Linked DNA regions of Mus musculus: all the other regions are linked to region 2. The links are chromatin contacts, called in public HiCAR-type, Micro-C and promoter capture Hi-C maps. All regions are on one chromosome and are shown on one strand. Each heading gives the region's core, a stretch centred on a gene start, on an enhancer-like site or on the middle of the called end of the contact. The rest is flanking DNA. Distances are from core to core; before and after follow the strand shown.

Region 1 (4,559 bases), core at 1,895-4,394, 2.0 Mb before region 2:
CCTCAAACTCCTGAAGCAGCTGCTGGGCCTCCCTGTTCACGGTCAGAGGCCCACCCCAGGGGGCAGCGCTAGGTTCCTGGGAGGCCTGGCGGGCAAAGGCAGGGTGGATGTGGACTGGGGGCAGCCTCCGCTTCTTGAAGGCCCCACTGAGCAGGCGCTCTGCGTACTGGGGGTCGATGCGCCAGAAACCCCCCTTGCCGGGCTCATCCTTCTCCCGAGGCACTTTGATGAAGCACTTGTTCAAGGACAGGTTGTGGCGGATGGAATTCTGGATACAGAGAGAGAACAAGAGAAAAGGCATAGGGGTCAGGGGACCGGCAGTGAAGTGGCACCCGGTGCTCCTGCATCCTCCCAGATGGGGGAGGGGCGGATCCGATGCCCTGACCAGGCAGCTGTAGCTCGGGGACTCTGGGACACCAGCCACAGGGTATGAGGAGCCCGGAGTGCATGGGGGGGGGGGGGGGCTTTTGTTCTCTGTTGCTGGGATATCTGCCTGCTCAGTCATCCGAGCTCTGAGCCACAGGGTGGCTCTCAGTGCCACCCTCTGTCATCCTCCCTCCCTCCCTTACCCTGTTGCTTGCAGGTCCTGGCCAAAGCCCTCAGCTCCCCCACGGCCTGGACTGCCATCTCCCTCTGTTTGTGAAGTGGGTGGGTTAAGGGAGGGGGCTGGGTGACCAAGGACTGTGTGTTTGTGTGTGTGTGTGTGTGTGTGTTGGGAGATTTAGTGACTCCTTGTTTGTTGAGCCAGCTGCTGGCCTAGACCTTCACCCCCTACAATCTCCTCTTCCCACCCAAACCACCTCAGTTGATTATTACCCAGCCAAGCGCATAAGGCTCTTTTCTGGGACCTGAGTTGGCAAAGGCATTGAATAAGGAGAAGATTGGGGAATCTTTTGACCCAGGGTTAGAGCCATTTGGAATGGGTTAGGACTATGATCGTGCCCTCTTGCTCCTTGGCTGCCTTAGGGAAGAGTGGGCAACCTCAGGCCTCGTCTCTAGAACATGGATCTTGATACTGGAGGATGTTCACAGTGCTGTCTCTGTCTACTGAGCCTTATCTTGCCCTCTCCACACGCAGCAGCTTAGTTCTGCTCACACCACACTGGTGTCCAGGGGCCCAGGCTATGCTAGCAAGGCAGGTGGGCAGTGAGTGGGCACCCTTTGGCCAGCAGGGCTGAGATGTTTACACGGCAGCCTGGCCCATTGGCTGCTCTGTGCCAGGTTCTGGAGATTTAGAACCCGAAGCCACTGCAGCAGAAGTGCCCCTGTGGAAAGCACCTGGCTCAGGTAATTGCCCCCCTAGGGAGGCTGGCTGAGAGGGTGGGGGTGGGGGCAGGAAACTGGGGAGGAGCTGAGGTGGGAGGCTGGTCAGTGGCTTCAGGATGACTTCCTGACCCCTCCACCTGGACAACTGATCTTTGTACCCAGAGGGGCTCATCTCTGCCCTACTCTCTAGACGCAGGGTGCAGAAGTTGGCAGGGAGGTCACCTAGGTTCCATTTCAGAGTCCAGTTCTGACTAATTCCTCGGGCAGATCATTGTCTAGGAATTTTCGGACACGGGACAAGAATGTGCCTTAGTGTTACATCCCACATGAGGCTACACCGGGCCCTATTGGTCCCTCTTCTACAACTTCGTCTGTACCTCCAGGGCCTTGGCTCCAGACAAGGGAGCAGTTTCAGAACCTGGCAGAGTGGTCAGGCCTCTCATGAGGCCTGACCTCACAGCCAGGTGTCTCCTTGGCCTTGCAGATCTGGTATGCGAGCCTGGCTAAGTGCCAGAAGGAGGTCGTGAGGAGGGAGTGGCCACCACCCGCACCTCTCCTCCCCCTACCTGCCAGGTGGGGTCTGCATGGCGGAAGTAGCAGAAGTTGTCCGTGATCCACTTGTAGATGGCCGACAGAGTGATCTTGGTGGCCTTGCTGGCTTGCATGGCCATGCAGATGAGAGTGGCATAGGAGTAGGGTGGCTTCACGTGTGGGTTGGTGGCATAGTCCACGTCGTCAGGGGGCGGGGCCTGCAGCCCCGGGGGCGCGCTTCGAGATGTGCACGACGATGTGGGCTTGCCGGGTGTGTGCGGCTGCCCAAGGCAGGCAGGGTCTGCCGCCAGCGGTGACCCGGGCGCCACCAAGCCCGGCACTTGGTGGTAGCCGTGGGGGTCTGTGCCTCCTGGGGGAAGAGTGGGAGCCTTGGCGTTGAGAATGGAGAATTCCTGCAGCCATTGCAGGCTGGTCAGGCTGTCATCCAGGGCGTCCGGCTCCTCCATGCCGCCCTCCGGCCCGGCTTCCTCTCCGGGACCCGCTCCGCAGAGGCGCAGCCAGCTCTCCGCCATGTCTGCGGGGACTCTCCGAAGGGGCGGTCAACATCCACAGGCTGAGCCGGAGTGGCCCGCCGCGCTCTCTGGCCCGCTGGTAACCCAGACTCCAGTTACACAGTCTCCAGAACACTCACTTCCATTCTGCGACCCAGGGGGTCGCCTCCTCCGAACACGAATGTGAGGCCTGCGGGAGCACCACGGAACTGAACACTCTTCCCCTACCCCGAGAGGAAAGAGGCGCCTTAGGGGGGGAGCCCCTCACATTCATCCCCGCAGCCTGTGGCGAGGTCAGGGAAACACAGGACCCTGGTCTGATCCTGCGTCTCCACCTCTCTCCATCTGCCCTTGAAGGGTTTGTTGGCCACAATGAGGGAAGAGGGTAGGAAGGCCCAAACTAACTCTTTTCCCCAAAGAGTGGGAAACTAAGATCACATCCCAATAGTCCAGGGGGGTCAGTACGACGCGGCTGGGGCAAAGTAGGTCATCTGATCCTTGAAAAGAGGTGTTAGGATGAAGGGTCTCGGGAAAGGAAGGTCACAGGACCGAGTTATGGAGGAGCAGGAAGCGATCTCCCGAACTCCTCAGATTTCATTTTCGTGGCCCCACTACTTCTGTGGGCGACCGATGGACTGGATAGCCAGCAGGTCCCGACGCCCTCCCATCCCGTGGTCCACAGCCCTCCCAGTCCCTTACCTGGCTCAGAGCGCAGCCAGCCAGAGGAAGGTTCTGGAAGAAGTTCCTCCCACCTCCCGCGGTTCTCTGTCCCCAGCTCGAGGGCTGTGCTGGCGCCCCTCTTCGCGCCCCCCCCCCTCGCCCGACGGCGCTTCTCTGAGCGCCGACGGCCCGGGGACCGGCATTAAGTAGACGCTCGGAAGGCTTCTTCTGCTGCCATGGCGACGCCCCGCCCCCATAAACAGCTTCCGCTGCTGTCATTGGCCAGTACGTCTCCAAGGAGACCGCGGGCCCTTGCAGCTCCTCTGGCGGCAACTCTCTGGAACTCTCTGGTTCTGCCGCCCTCTCCCGCGCCACCCAGCCCCCTACCCGCCACCGAGATCCGACTCTGTGCATTCCCGCCCGAGGGCCCCGCGCTGGGTCTCACGGCGGGTGCTCGGCTCCCGCTCGAGGCCCCGGGAACCCCTCCCCCAACGCGTCGGGTTTGACCGCTGAGGGGACCCAGCCCCGGATTCTGCAGACCAAGTCTCGGGGAACCGTGCCCTTGAAGTCTTTGCCCTCACCGGGCTGCCAGTGGCCTTTGTCTGGTTTCTGGGGCCTTTCCCTGGTCCCCGAGTGTCTTCTCTGGTGCCCACAGGCAAGTTTGACTCTCTGATGCCACCTGTCGCTTATAATCCGCAGAAACGGCCACACAGCTCGCAGACACACCGAGGCGGGTAGGGTAACCCAGCGTCTCCCGGTAAGCAGCTCGCCCACTCACCCTGCTCAAGTTCCCGGAAGCTGGCATTCCAGGGGCATCTGCGGAGGTGCTGCCCTTTCAGACAGTCTAGGAAGCAGAGCCAGCCGGCAAAAAACAGAAAAGCCCTGGGCCTGCAAGATTCTCAAAGAGGTCATTTGTTCTACTGATTTAGCCAGGAACTGGTTAAGTGATGGGAACTACTAAGCATAAGGGATTCTGGGCCCTAGCTTTCCCTATTGCCATCAGCTTTGGGGTTCTTTAATAATTGACGAGCTGCAGGATTGGAAGTGATCGGGTTTAAGGCAGATGCAGAAGCAGGTAGGGCAGTCAGGAATGGAGCTGGCCTTGTACCCAGGTCTGCAGAAATACTAAAAAGAGCCTGAGCCACTGACTGAAACGAATACGTTCACAAACGAATTCACGTTGTAATTAATGGCTCCCTTGCCCCTGTAAACAGTTTTATTCACTTTTAAGAATCATGCAGCAATCCATAAATATTGCATCTTGATGTCCCCACTGTAATGTGCCTATAAGTGTACTCCATGAATGTGAGGGGTACACAGATGGCACATACAGAGCACACGCACGCACACACACACATACACACACACATACACACAGGTGTTCAGGCCCTAAAACAAAGTGTGCAGCCAGCACGCCAACACCAGATGGACAGGACTAGTTCCCCAGTGGGATGGATGGCTTAGGGTTTGAGTCTGTGCCTGGCAGATGTCACAGGGGATAGACACTCTGGTGGGATGAAATTAGGTAAAGCAAAAAGGCTCTTTGAGGAGGCCAAGATCTGGGCAGTACCAAGCATGGAAAGGTGCAGA
Region 2 (4,366 bases), core at 1,230-3,729:
GACTTCAGCCTGCTCGGTCACCAACACCGCCAAGTGTAGAGTCCAGAACAGGCCAGCACCTGGAGGGTGAAGAACGAGACTGTCACCTGTGAGTGGCTTCTCCCGCTGTCTCTTTAGTGGCTTTCTTGTGTGAACTGTGACCTTGTGCCAGGAAAAAAACCAGGTTATCATCAAGGTTAAAGGTAGCAAGGCACAGAGATGCTTGCCTCTAATCCCAACATTCAAGAAGCTGCGACAGGAGGATCAAGCATTCAAGGCCAGCCTGGGCTCTGTAGTGAGACTTTGTCTTTAAAAACAAAAAAATCCCTCTTCATGCTGAATTCACAATGAGTCCAGAGGACACAGTGCTCACAGATCACTGTAGTTATGACGTGAACACACCACCCTCTGTTCTACATCACAATCCTCACACTATACACAAACACACACACACACACACACACACACACACATACATACACACAGGGCAACTTCAATCTGAATAACATGTCCAAAGTTACAAGTGGAGAAGAATAGGTAAAAACCTCAAACTTTTTCCCCCCTTTCATTAACCAGGAAGGTGTTTTTTGTTTGTTTTTTTTTTTTAAATATGTGAAATCCTAATTTTCTAACTATAAACATTTTCTTCAATTCCCACCACCGTCAACTTGGCCCCATAAAGGTTTTTTTTTTTCTTTTTCTTTTTCTTTTTTGGTTTTTCGAGACAGGGTTTCTCTGTGTAGCCCTGGCTGTCCTGGAACTCAGAAGTCCGCCTGCCTCTTCCTCCCGAGTGCTGGGATTAAAGGTGTGCACCACCACTCCCGGCTGGCCCCATCACTCCCGGCTGGCCCCAAAAAGTTAAGTGTTTTCCGTCCATTCAAACACACACAGATGCAAAGGATGGTACAATCAGCACAATGCCACCATCAAGGGCTTAAGACAACTGCCTGACCAATCTTGGTTCACCTCTTCATTCCCAGGTTGCCTTGCAGAATGCCTCAGAACTCCATCTAACCAACGCCCCCACCCCCAACAGAATGCAGATGGGAGGTGGCCTGGCTTCTGAAAATCCCCACCACACAAACATCATTTTCAAAACCACACATGCCTCCCTACGGGGAGGTGAGAACTTTGTCCTGGCCCAACATGGTTCAGGGATGAGCAAATGGGAACACTAACCCAAAGGCATTTGCCACAAGGGCCTTAGGACCAAGGCAGGCTACTCAGCCAAGATCATTTTTGAAGCTATAGCAGGAAAAAAGTGTCTATCATTCTACCTGGAAGATACGGCTATGTGATGTAGGAGCGAGAAAAATGTTCGTGTAGTTCCCAGCAAACCCTCTAACATGCACACGCAGCACGTGTGACTCTCAGGCCAACCGGGATGCTTCCTCGACCCAGGTCTCTCAAGGACTAGGATACTCTGCACGCCCAATTTACATATCTAATTCGGAACTCAAGCCTGGCTCCTCCCTTCTGACAGATGTCATTTAAACAAAGCATTTCCTTCAGCTCTTTAAGCTGTTTTCCAAGAAATACTCAAGTCAGATTCTCAGGGTCACTTACATGCTGGCGAAGACAGAGCTGGGGCCTCCAAGGCATCCCACCGCAGAGCATTCCAAGTCAGGGAACAGTTGAACTACATGCTCTTTGGCATCCTCAGGCATCCAAGGTGCCTCCCTGTCTTAGGATGCTATTCCACCATCTCCATCACCAAGGGTCACGCCACAGACGCAGGCAGGCTCGCGCGCGCACACACAATCACACACCATAAGCAATGGGCATTTTGGTTAGAATGCTATCCTGCTATTACATTTCGGTGTGGATCCGTGTTAAGGATCTGACCCTGCCCTAGTCTATAAAATGGACTACAGCTATACCTCCACCCTAAGATTTCCAGCTCCGGGAACCTTCAAAGGAAAACCCGCTCTGAGAGAACAACCGCGATCCCAGCGACCTCACGTTCCAGAAGCTCCCTGGGATGAAGACTGATGCAATTCCCTGGCTACGCTAGGGTTTACAGGCACCCCTCACATCACCTGTCCCTTCCTCGGAGTCCCTGGCATCCCTTGTTCCTCCAAGTCCCTCGCACCCCAACCTTCTCCAGTGTTGCCCTACGCCCCTCTCACGCCCTGTCCTTCCCGGCGATCCCTGTCCCTTGCGTCCGATGTTCTTTCTGCGTTCCCCGGTGCCCTCGCCGGCCACGCACGCACCTGTCAGCCTTCGCTGGAGTCCCCAAAACCCGCGGGTAGAACGCGCACCCTCCTCGTCCCAAGCCCCGCGGAAGCTCCTGCGCTCCGCCGCGCCCGACCTCGACCTCCTAGGCCTCTCGGGAACCCGCGGAAGGCCCGCGCAGCACCAGCGTCCGATCCGGGCCGGGCCAGCATGCGCACCATCCGGGCCTCCAGAGCCTCACACACGTGTCACCACGACGTTTAAAGGAGCCGCACTGCAATGTGCTCCCTGAGTCCGCGTGAAGGGCACGTTCGCCTTAAGAGGCGGAGCTAACGGCGACTTGTCTCCCTGGACCCTCCCTTCTCTGCTATTCGCGACGCACACGTCACCCCTCCGCCCCGCAGGCCTGCCAGTCTACGCGATGACGCAAGCGCGTAGAGCTAAAAGCTCCGGAAGCGTCCCGGAGTCCAGAGACCCTGCTGCGGCTTGGCGTGGTTCCCGCGGTGTACGCGAGTGGCGTCACTTCCGCTTGCGTGCCTGACATTGCCAGTGCGCAGGCCCAGTGTGCTGCGGCGAGGAGCTCAGGGCTCACGTTCAGTGCAAGCCACCGAGGCTTTGAAGATTCACCGTTCGTTAGTTCTTACCTGCAGGCGTCCTTTTGAAAAAAAACAAAAAAACAAAAAAAACCCTAGCAAGCCGGGCATGGAATGAGGCCCTGGGTTCCATCCATCACTGCATGAAACAGGCGCTGTGGCACAAGAAAGCAGTTTCTGCAACTCTGAGGAGTGGAGGGGGTGGGGGATGATCAGAACTTAAACGTCATCTCTGGGATCCTTGAGATGCTGGCTATAGCCACTCCACCGCTTAACTTAAGTGGCCAAGGCTGGAGGATCATTGGAGAATGTCTTCTGGACCACGTAGCAGAACCTTGTCTTTAAAAAAGGGGGTGGGAGTGGGGGCTGATGGGGTAGTAATGGCAAAGACCAAATCCTGTTAGCCTATACCAATGTCCCTTTTAGAGCTAGAAAGATGGCTCAGAGGTTAAGATGGCTTGTCGTTCTTTCCAAGGACTTCCCAGCACCCATACAGTGGTGGTTCAAAATCTCATGTAACTCTACATGTGGCAGACACATATGACCTAAATTAGAAAAAAAAAGTTCTCTTAGTTTTAAAAAGATTTTGAATTACATACGTATAGGGGAAGAATATCTGAGTGTAGGTGCCTGTGGAGGCCACTGGTGTCTCATCCTCTCTTAGAACTGGAATTACAGGCAGCTCTAAGTTGTGAGCTCCCAGTGTGAGGGCTGGGAACCAAACTCTGGTACTCTGTAAGAGAAGTAGGGGCTATTAACTATTGAGTTCCAGTCCCAGAATCCTCCCTCTTTATTTAGACCGACTTCTTTGTTCTCTGACCACTCTTTGTGTCTGGCTGGAGCTGGCTCTATAAACCCACTGTTCTAGGCTGGCTACAATGAATTACTGCTTTTGCTGTCCCGAGCCTGATACAGTTCCTGGGAAATTCACTGTTTTAGCACGCTTCCTGTGTGGGAGCTGGCACCTGGCATAAGACCTAGGTTTTTAATCCAGATGTTGTTCTAATTAGCCTGTTACTTTGCAAATTTCTCTTACTTGGAGGCTTGATCTGTGGGGACAAAAAAATAAAATAAAATTCAGAGTCAGTAGCTCAGTTGGCAGGTAATAAATTTAGTCCCCAGGCTGGGCGATAGTGGCACACACCTTTAATCCCACTCAGGAGGCAGAGGCAGGCAGATCTCTAAATTCAAGGCCAGCCTGGTCTACAGAGTGAGTTCCAGAGAGCCAAGGATACACAGAGAAGCCCTGTCTCAAAATAAATAAATAAATAAATAAATAAATAAATGCAATCCCCAGATGCCCCCCAACCCCCTAGTGCAGTGGTGTTATAGAAATGTAATCCCTTCTCAGTGAGAAATCACTCTGCACACTTCGAGATCTGTAAAGAACATACTTTTACATGCAACTGGATGTGGCCAATGCCCAGGGAAGAGCCAGCCTCAAACAGAAGAAGGTCTTATTAACTCATAGACAAGGTAGGCTTGTGCATTGTGCATACTTGACACTTGTAAATCTCTTTTAGGTCCAGATCCCAGATTACATATTGAATAATTTAAATAGAGATGGAAAACTTAACTCTGACCATTTGGGCAGATGGCAGATTCATTCAGCAAAGATA
Region 3 (4,447 bases), core at 299-2,798, 1.2 Mb before region 2:
GTAGGTACCGGGAATCGAATCCTGGTCCCCTGGGAGAGCAGCCACTGCAGTTGAGAGCACAGTTGTCTAAGTGAATTTCCCAACTCCTCTTAAGGTATCAGTTAGACTTCCCCTCATCTTTCTTTAGAAATCATTTGATAAAGACTATATCTGTTTTGTACCCCCGAGGTCTGTGCTTTCCAGGCTGTGAATTGGCCCCATCTTCCAGTCTCTATTTCCTGTACATTTGTGGTTCATCTATAGGTTTGTCAGAATGGTGTGTTCTGGATAAGATCATCTCAATGGGTGCTGCCATTCACTCCTACCAGGAGCTCATGTTTGTCTTTCTTTCTTTCTTTCTTTCTTTCTTTCTTTCTTTCTTCCTTTCTCTCTCTCTCTCTCTCTCTCTCTCTCTCTCTCTCTCTCTCTCTCCCTTTCTTTCTGATACAGGGTTTCTCCGCGTAGCCCCTGGCTGTCCTGGAACTCACTCTGTAGACCAGCCTGGCCTCGAACTCAGAAATCTGCCTGCCTCAGCCTCCCAAGTGCTGGGATTAAAGGCACCACTGCCCAGCTCCCACAGCATCTTTTAAAGGTGAATGTGATCCCTACACGTGGACATAAGTCATCAGCAGCCTGAGTAGCGCGGGTAGCAGTGCTGGAAAATGACGGTTTGAGTTGGAAATAAAGTGTGATCGAGCAATGAATGATATGTTTGTGTGGTGGGTAAACAGGTCCTGAAGGAAATTCCCAAACTCTTGTGTGCAAGTACAGCCATCCGGGGTGACTAATGTGAACGGAACAACAGTGACACTGATGGAGAAATTGTGTGTTGCTTCTAAAACTAGCTTTTCTGTGTGGGTGGATGCGCCAGGTGTCCGCTTATTGTCACCCGCCCGTCTTCAGGACCCCTAAATGTCTCCGTGTGTGGCTCTTAAATTTTAAAGTTGGAGACGCTGAAACGCAAGGCACACCTAGCACCCCACTTGAGGTCCCTCCCCTTAGAGCCATCCCACAGCCAGACATTCCCCAACCATCTGGACGTGTTGACAAGGGTGCTTGGGTTACACCCATCTCCTCCCCACCCTGTTCGCTCCATCACCATTACTAGGCCAGAATGCAATCAGACACTATAGCAGTGCAGGAAAAAAAAGAGGAAGCCCACGAGGAAGCACAGACGGCGCAAGCGCGCAGCATTCAAGCTGGAGGGCCGGCTTAGCTGACATTCCGTAGAGGTCCCAGTTCCCGCTCCGGCTGGAGTGCGCATTTGAATCTTTTCTGGGGTCTGTGGCTGCTAACTGCGAAGCCTCGCCCGCCGCCACGGCCCTTCCCCCTTCCCACTGACGCCAAGAGAAGGAGCCTCTGGGGCTCGCTCCGAGTCCTGGCAGACCAAGTCCTGAGCCCCTCCTACGCACGCGCAGATCTGTAACTCGCGCCGGCGCAGTACGGCCCTTAGCCAGCCCGGCGGCCGCCCCTCCCCCTCCCTAGCAACCGCCTCCTGCTCCTTCCCCCGCCCCCTCGGCCTGGTGTGCGCACGCGCGCCTCTTCCGGGCTGGCCCCTCCCTCCCCGTCACCCGTAACAACCACTCGAGCCCTCGCCGCGCCCCTCGGCCCTCCCGCCCCGGCCCCTGTCCCCGGAACCGGCGGTCGAGCGGCGGCAGCCGAGCCTGTGGCACGGCTCTCTCTTCGGGGAGCCGCCGGCATGAACGCATCCCGCCACCGCGCCGCGTCCCCGACCCGGTCCTTCTGACAAGAGGTAAGCTCGCGTCGTCGTGGAGGGTAGGAGCGCGCCCGGGTGTCAGTCCCTGGCAGGGTCCCTCTGCTGCGACGGCCCGGGGCGCTCGCCATCTCGGAGACTGCGGAGCCAGCCGGGTCCCTCCGCCGCCGCCGCCCCCTCCGTCCAGCCCCGGCCTGCAGGGAGGCGCTCCCCCGGGGCCGACCCTGGGCTGATTTTCAAATACCAATTATCATGCAACAGAGGCAGCCCCGGCCTCCTGTGCCATTTGGCGGTGGTCACTCCGGATGCCCGCGCAGGGCGTGGATCTGGACCAGACCTCCCCAAGCCAAGATCTGGCCCAAGTTCAGGGAGCTGGCGAGCAAGCTGGTCCTTCAGTGTAGTCACTTGGTTAAGAGTTTCTTAATAAAGGCATCACGCAGTGCTTGCATCTTCTCTCCTACCCGTCAGCACCCGGTAATCATCCTCCTTTTATTTGAGAGATACCCGAAAACTAATTTTCTCAATTAAAAAAATATAAACGATTCTTAGTCTCCCCTCCGCGCACCGGCGTTGTAAGGTTTACGAGAGTGAATGGAACGCGGTCTCTGCGCTCCAGGACGCGTCAGCGCCTGAATCGAGATTAATGAAGGCTTGAGTTTGGAGAACCGAGGAGTCTGGTTTGAGAGCTGGGAGTGTAAGATCGTCTCACACAGATGGAATCAGGAAAGGCGAACGGCATGCTTGAGGTCACCCAGAGTTATTAGCCATTGTAGTTTTCCAACTGTTGGAAGGTGGTTTTCCAACGTAACCTGCTCCTTCCGAGTGCTATGCCAAGCAAACATACCAGAGAAAGTTCCAGACCTGTTTAAAGCAATGTAAACATTGTAGAAGTGCAGCTCTAGATAGCAATCCTCTGAAGTCTATCAGCGTAGGGGTTTTTTGTTTGCTTTTTTAAACACCTGTAATTTGGGATACCGAGATACTGGGTTTTGAACTTTTGAATGTCTTTTGACTGTATCTAGGTAAAATAACATCCTTATTGATTGAGCCCCAGTGGGACTACTGGGCTCACTGGACTTTCTTTCCTTTTTATATTTCTGTTTGTTTTTCTCCTCCTTTAAGTAGGTGAGCAAAAGGTTCTAGATGACTCTGAACACACAAGGGTGTTTGCCCAGAAAGCCGCCCTTGCCAGCACCCGAGTGATTCTGTATGCAAAGCAAGGTTCCTTGACCTCAGACTTGAGCATGTAATTGATTGCCTTGCGGTTCTCGGGTTCTCGGCTTCAGGAGGCTGGAGGGTTTTGGAACCCCTTAGCTGGAGCTGGGCAGCCTCCCTGCTGTTTGTAGACAGTCTCTGAAATCGGAGCGAGCAATTAGAAAACAGGAAACAACAAAGTTCCCTTTGAAGCCAGCACTTAAGGAGTATCCCATTATTTAAGAAGACAGTAAGGGTCGCTTGCTCCAGCTTTTTGTGTCATCCCCAGAACGGTTGCCATAACATGTTACATTTTTAGTTGGCTTCTTGTAGACATTGTTCAAGAGAACACCACTGAATCCTGGGACTTCATGGCTGCTGAAGACTAGATCTCCTGACCTAAGCCAGAGACTCTGCCCATACAGGGGGCAGAGGGCCTCCCAGGTGGCCCCTCCTTCCATGTGGGCCATCTTTGCTTGTTACTAACACCCTGATGCTTCCCCGTCAGACCGTTTCAGCGAATCCTCTTTCGTTTTCGTGTATGTTTGGAAATATGACCTGTGGTGGTCTCTAGGATGTGGCGGTACGAGAATCCAGACTCACTTTTCTTTCCTGTAATGTGGTTATTTATTACACGTATTTATGTTTTTCAGGAGTAAGAAGACTGCTATTGAATTACAACCATGGTGCAAAAATACCAGTCCCCAGTGCGGGTGTATAAACATCCCTTTGAGTTAATTATGGCTGTAAGTACTTCACATTTCAGTTTCCTCTGGCTTCTTTTTAAGATTAAACTTGGATGATCTGCAAACTCCGCTCCTTGTTATCATTGCCTTTACGAGCTCAGCTCCGCTACGTGACTGTGACCTGCGGCCAGAGTCTGGCTGGCAGTTTTAAACAAAACGCCTCTGAAACTGCAAATCTGTACGTTTGTGTTTTTGCAATGTATCCGGGGTGACATGCGAGCTTGCATCATTCACCCACGGAGAACGCAGACGTGGGATCCTGGCCAAGCATTTCCTAGGGCTTTTGCTGGCTTTCTTTGTTCACGTAGCTGCGGGACAGGGAGGACGGGGAGCGCTGCCCCCATGCTGCTCCTTCCTTGGGAGAGAGCACTGTTCCTGAGGGAATTCATCTTAGTTGGTCTCAGGACTGAGCACGGTGGGATGGGGTTTCCCCTGCGTGTTAGGAAGTAGTTCTGTTTAGTAAGTTTTCCCAGCAAATAGCAAATCCATGATTCAAACCAGAATTCCACAAAGAGTGTAGCTGAAGTGTTTATTTTTTTTTATCTACCTGAATTGGACTAACAATCATTTTACTGGATTTTACAATCATTTTACAAGCCAAGTGCTATTCTAGTGACTTGTGACCTCCTGCTCAGCGTCCCGTGTGTCACTGTGATGGCGTTAGGCCCGTGTGGAAATGTGTGACACAGGAAGAATGCATCTGTCTTAAGAGTCTCACCCAGGATACACCGGTGCCACCGGCACCAAGCTCAGAACATGTATAGTCCAGTAGGGAGATGAGCTCTGCTGCGTCTGGGGTCCTGGGTCCATGCCT
Region 4 (4,763 bases), core at 889-3,388, 1.5 Mb before region 2:
TCATAGGAAGTTTTAGTTGCAAGCCCTCCCTGGGTAACTGACATCCTGGTTGGCAGAAAGAGTCATGGAAATGAGTCCTTTACATCCTGGTTGGCAAGTTGAGACACGAATTCTTGGCAGATTGCCCCACCAGAATTCACTAACCCAACCAAGGAACCAGGACAAGTGAAGCACAAAGACATGTTCCTATGGAAGTCCCATCCCTAAATCCTGATTGGTGGGATAACTTGGCACAGATGTTTGTAATTTTGGAGCTGAAAACCTATGTACTATTCAGGTTCAGGGTCACAGATCAGCCTGTGCCTGATACCCAGCCCTGACTGATCAGTAGTGGTCTGAATACAATACATTTTTGCCATCTGCCTAAATACTTACTAAAATAGCCTTCAACTACTCAGTCAGCTCCCGAATCTGCGCTGTTGTTGCTGACTGGTCAGTTTTTGCTGCCCAATTCAAAGAAAGATCTTGCTCTGCTGGGCTCTTGTGCCTGCTTGGGTTGTTTTGGATGATCAAACCGTAACAATACCACAAGCGGAAACGAATACCTTCTAAATGAACTCTTGAAGCTTAGTGAACCAAACGACTGATACATTAGCAGGAGGCATAGAAGCAGTTTGCGTATTTGTGGAAAGTGTTGAACCAACCTTTCCCTCAACTCATAATCTAATGACCATTAAGGAAAGGCACAGAAATCTTTTCTAGATAAGAAAATGTTTCTAAGCCAAAGTGGTGGGTAATACTTATAATCGCCACACTTGGGTGGTAGAGACAGGGGGAATGGAAGTTCAAGGTCACCCTCAGCTATGTCACCTACAGGCGTCAAGCCCAGGCTATGGGATGGAGATGCCTGGGTTTGAATCCCTCCGTGTGACAGGCAGGGCAGTGTATTTACTGTTGAGTGACTCATCTTAGCCATCTGCCTTCCTCATAATGAGAACCTGGACCTGAGGGATCTAGAACCGGGCCCCATGCACAGAGAGACCACAGAAGGCTCAGCTACAGCAGCAGTGTGGAGTCTGTGCACACCCAGGGCTTAAGGAGTAACGAGTTAGGGAGACCCCACTTCCTGCTTCATTTCTTTCTTTGTTTTTGTTTTGTTTTGTTTTTTAATCTTAAACTGGGTCTCCTGTAGCTCATGCTGGCCTTGAACTTGCCATGTAGTTGACCTTGAATCTGCTCCTGGTCCTGCTGCCTCTGCCTCCCACGTGCTAGGATGAGCCACCATCCTAGTTTGATACCAGGAATCTGACTTTGTTCAAGCTGGGCAAGTGCTCCACCCTCTTGGCCCCCATCAGACCCAACTTCTCTGAACTTTCCTCTCATCTTGTTAGAGAATGGATGTATTGTGTTCAAATGTCAAGAGCGGTAAAAAAAACCCAAAAACAATGGAACCTTTTTTACTGAGACTGTAAAAGAAAGGTGTCCCTGCTGGAGATGTGCTGCATAATCTAGAAGTTCTTGTGGAGGAGTCCCGTGGGGCACAGGTTCGAGGCTTCCCTTCAACCCCACCAGTGGGCAATCTTGACCTTTCCGACTCCCTTTTCAGGGTGAGGAGGCCTCTGAGACATGGGAAACCCACAGGCTAGGTCTGTGCTTTGGGTCTAGGGGTGTGGAGTGTAAGAGCCAGCACTTCTGCTGCCCTACTACTCACCAGCCATGGGGGTGACTTCCCTTGTGCTGTGTGTGCCCTCTGCAGACTCTGTCCTTGGGTCCCCAACTCCTGCCTGCTTCCCATCCCACCCCCCACCTGCACAAGCCTCCTGGTGTCTCAGGCACCTTGGTCAACAGCGCCAGCTCCTTCCAGGGCTCTTTACAGGACTCCTGACCTTACTCACATGGAACCTATAGGTGGCTCTGAGTCCCTCAGGCCTCGCCTCAGGTGCTTCTCCTGGGAATCACAGGAGTGGCATCTTCTTACCTGGAATCTTTTGCCCTTGGATCCTTAACAACGAAGAGCAGAATAAAGAGCAATGCCAACACAGTCAGAAGCAGGAAAGCTTGCCTCTGGGAAAGTCCTCTGCAATATCTCGTCATGGTGGATGGCTGGTCCCTAACAGCATGTATGATGAGAGCAAGCTTCTTAAAGCAGCAGTCAGATCGCCTGCTCCTTCAGGTGAGAGCGAGGGAGCCCTGCCCTTTAGCGTGACTCTTAGCTTTCATGAAAGCACAGGTGAAAATGAGGGGTGGAGTATGCTTTAAGCTAACTTGATGGAAGGAAGAGAAACTCCTACTCAAGCAAGTTTTGTTTTGTTTTGTTTTTTGTCTCTGAAGCCAAATTCCGGAAGCTATATGAGACCATGTATCTGTCATAAACAGCCTCGCTTTTATCTGGTCATTTCCTCTCCCAGCCTCATCCATAAGTAGAAGAAGCAGAGGTTTCCAGCACACTTGGCTGTTCATGGGAGGAACCCCACAAAGTCATCATCGCGGGTGTTAGCCTCTCTGGGGTTGAGACTGGAATGTCACCAGGAAGCAGCACATCTGAGACTTGCTGTCATCCAGGGATCATTAAAGGCTTTACACAAAAGTTCTTATGGAGGGCTGGGGAGAAGGCTCCATGGGTGAGAACACAGGCTGCTATTGCAGAGGGTTCAGATTCAGTTCCCAGCAGTCACGTGGTAGCCCACAACCATCTGTAACTCCAGCTCCGGGGGGGTCTGCTGCCCTCTGCTGCCCTCCATGCACAGATACACACACACACACACACACACACACACACAAAGTGTGTGTGTATACACATATGTGTGTGTGTGTGTATATCTATATAATGTGTATACATTATACATATATAGCCATATTTAAAGGTGCTTATGGAACCTGTCCCCAAAGAATCTATAACCAATTGTCACCCCACTGTCATAGTGGAGAAAGCAGCCTTTGTGTACCAGGTGGCTCCAGAGTGCAGAGCACACCACTGCTGCAGATCCAGTTTGATCGGTCCCAAGATGGCTTTCTCAGCCTCTGCACAGAATGGTCCAAGAAATCATTCATTCTATCTGAATTTAAAGAAGAGAGAAAAGAAGCATAAGGTCCAGGGTAAGGCCTCAGTGGGTCAAACACTCCCTGCACAGCCATGAGGACCTGAGTTCAGGAGTCCCAGCACCTACGCCAAGCCAGTTGTGGTAGCACATGTCTGCATACCCGGTGATTCTGTGCCAAGATGGGAGATAGAGAAAGAAGACTCCAAGAACCTCATTAGGCCAGCTAGACTGGTATAAACCAGAGTGGCCCTGCTTTAGACAAGGTGGGAGATGTGACCCAACACTGGAGATGGTCTTCTGCACACACATACAAACATGTCCATACACATACACACATGCACATACACACACAAACACGCACATACACATGCACACACCCATGTGCACACATATACAAACATGAACATACACACACACAAACATAACTTTTGTGTAATACAATATGGCGTAACACAATAAAATCATATTTTCAGAGAACAGAAGTATGTATGGATTACTGGTTAAAGGGTCTTGGATGCTGTACAGTACAAAACACTCGCACTGCTAAAGGTGTTACTTGGAAGGTGAGGTTCTGACGGTGGATTCCTGGCCTCATTGCTCATTTCTCTCTGCTTTTGTTTCTGTCCCTAAAACTCTTGGGCCTTCATCCACAGCATGCACCAGTGTGTGCCTCAACCACCCTCCTAGGGATGAGAGAGTGCGAGCAGATGCCTAAGAAGCTGGGCTTGCAGGGCAAGGATAGGTTGAAATCTCACAGTGTCTACTGCAGCTCCTGGCACCAGAATAGTAGAACTGTAACTCCAGCTTTCCAGGGTGTGTGTGTATGCATGTGTGCGCATGTGTGTGTATAAGCATGTGTATGTGCATGTATGTGCGTGTGTGTCTAAGCATGTGTATGTGCATGTGCGTATGTGCATGTGTGTATAATCATGTGCGTGTGTATATGTGCATGTGTGAGTATGTGCATGTGTGTATGTGCATGTGTGAGTATGTGCATGTGTGTGTATTCATGTGTGTATGTGCATGTGTGTGTGCATATGTGTGTATGTGCTTGTGTGAGTATGTGCATGTGTGTATGTGCATGTGTGTATATGTGCATGTGTGTATATGTGCATATGTGTGTGCATGTGTGTATGTGCATGTGTGTGCATGTGTGTATGCATATGTTCATGTGTGTGTTCTGTTCTGTGTCTGTCTCTCTATCTCTCTGGCTTCTGTCTGTTTCCGTGCAACTCTAGAAGCACTCTCTGAATAGGCTCATGCCTACTCCTTGCTCTTGGAGCTGGGCAATGCCCAGTTGGTGAAGTGTTTTGCAAGGGTAAAGACCTAATTAGTTCAATCCTCAAAAGCCATGTGAAAGAAAACAGAGGCCGGGGGCGGAGGTGGAAGGGGGAAGCACCAGGGGCAGGAACGCTGGCTCAGCAGACTAAGATCCCTGCTGTCAACCCTGGTGGTCCCCAGAATCCAGGTCCAGGTGGAAGGAGAGGACCAACCCCCCAGGGCTGTCCTCTGACACCAGTGCTCCAGCCCAATAGTAAAAAAGTCAAATTGAAATCTAAAAGCAGGGCATGGTGATGCATGCTTATAATTCTAGCAATGGGGAGTCAGAGACAGGCAGATCCCTGGGGTTCAATGACCAGCACAGCCTACTTGGAGGTAGGAGACCAAAACAGGAATAATGTGCCTTGCAGGTTAAGGGTTGTGTTCGAAGTTAAGACAATTACAAGGAAGTTCCCATTTGTCCCATGGTAAGCTCTTGCAAGTTAAGGTTTCTATTTGTTA

What was found. Promoter capture Hi-C pulls out the DNA fragments that hold promoters and counts their contacts. Hi-C and Micro-C count contacts between places; a contact is called where the count stands out from the background. HiCAR-type assays count read pairs that join an accessible place to other places.
Region 1: a contact with region 2 is called in a Micro-C map of embryonic stem cells, with 6 times the contacts expected there. The contact joins the promoter of Foxj1 here to the promoter of Usp36 in region 2. A contact is called at or near these places in 1 of 39 promoter capture datasets (liver) and 1 of 484 Hi-C or Micro-C datasets (embryonic stem cells).
Region 3: a contact with region 2 is called in a HiCAR-type map of astrocytes, with 2.8 times the contacts expected there. The contact joins the promoter of Sec14l1 here to the promoter of Usp36 in region 2. A contact is called at or near these places in 1 of 39 promoter capture datasets (pre-B cells), 1 of 115 datasets of contacts at active chromatin or transcription factors (astrocytes) and 1 of 9 other capture datasets (liver).
Region 4: a promoter capture Hi-C map of embryonic stem cells shows a contact between it and region 2, with 4 times the contacts expected there. The contact joins the promoter of St6galnac1 here to the promoter of Usp36 in region 2. A contact is called at or near these places in 3 of 39 promoter capture datasets (embryonic stem cells, liver and pre-B cells).

What each region holds. Positions count from the first base shown.
Region 1 is chr11:116,332,210-116,336,768 of GRCm38.p6, forward strand. Foxj1 (forkhead box J1) reads right to left here and starts at 3,145. Exons shown (of 3, transcript NM_008240.3): 1 at 3,009-3,145; 2 at 1,833-2,499; 3 at 1-268. The coding sequence starts at 2,330. Rnf157 (ring finger protein 157) reads right to left here. Exons shown (of 19, transcript NM_027258.1): 19 at 4,136-4,559.
Region 2 is chr11:118,287,765-118,292,130 of GRCm38.p6, forward strand. Usp36 (ubiquitin specific peptidase 36) reads right to left here and starts at 2,480. Exons shown (of 21, transcript NM_001033528.1): 1 at 2,193-2,480; 2 at 1-2.
Region 3 is chr11:117,113,620-117,118,066 of GRCm38.p6, forward strand. It overlaps Sec14l1 (SEC14-like lipid binding 1), which reads left to right and starts at 1,549. Exons shown (of 16, transcript NM_001166506.2): 1 at 1,549-1,732; 2 at 3,541-3,633. The coding sequence starts at 3,571.
Region 4 is chr11:116,773,369-116,778,131 of GRCm38.p6, forward strand. St6galnac1 (ST6 (alpha-N-acetyl-neuraminyl-2,3-beta-galactosyl-1,3)-N-acetylgalactosaminide alpha-2,6-sialyltransferase 1) reads right to left here and starts at 2,139. Exons shown (of 9, transcript NM_011371.2): 1 at 1,919-2,139. The coding sequence starts at 2,034.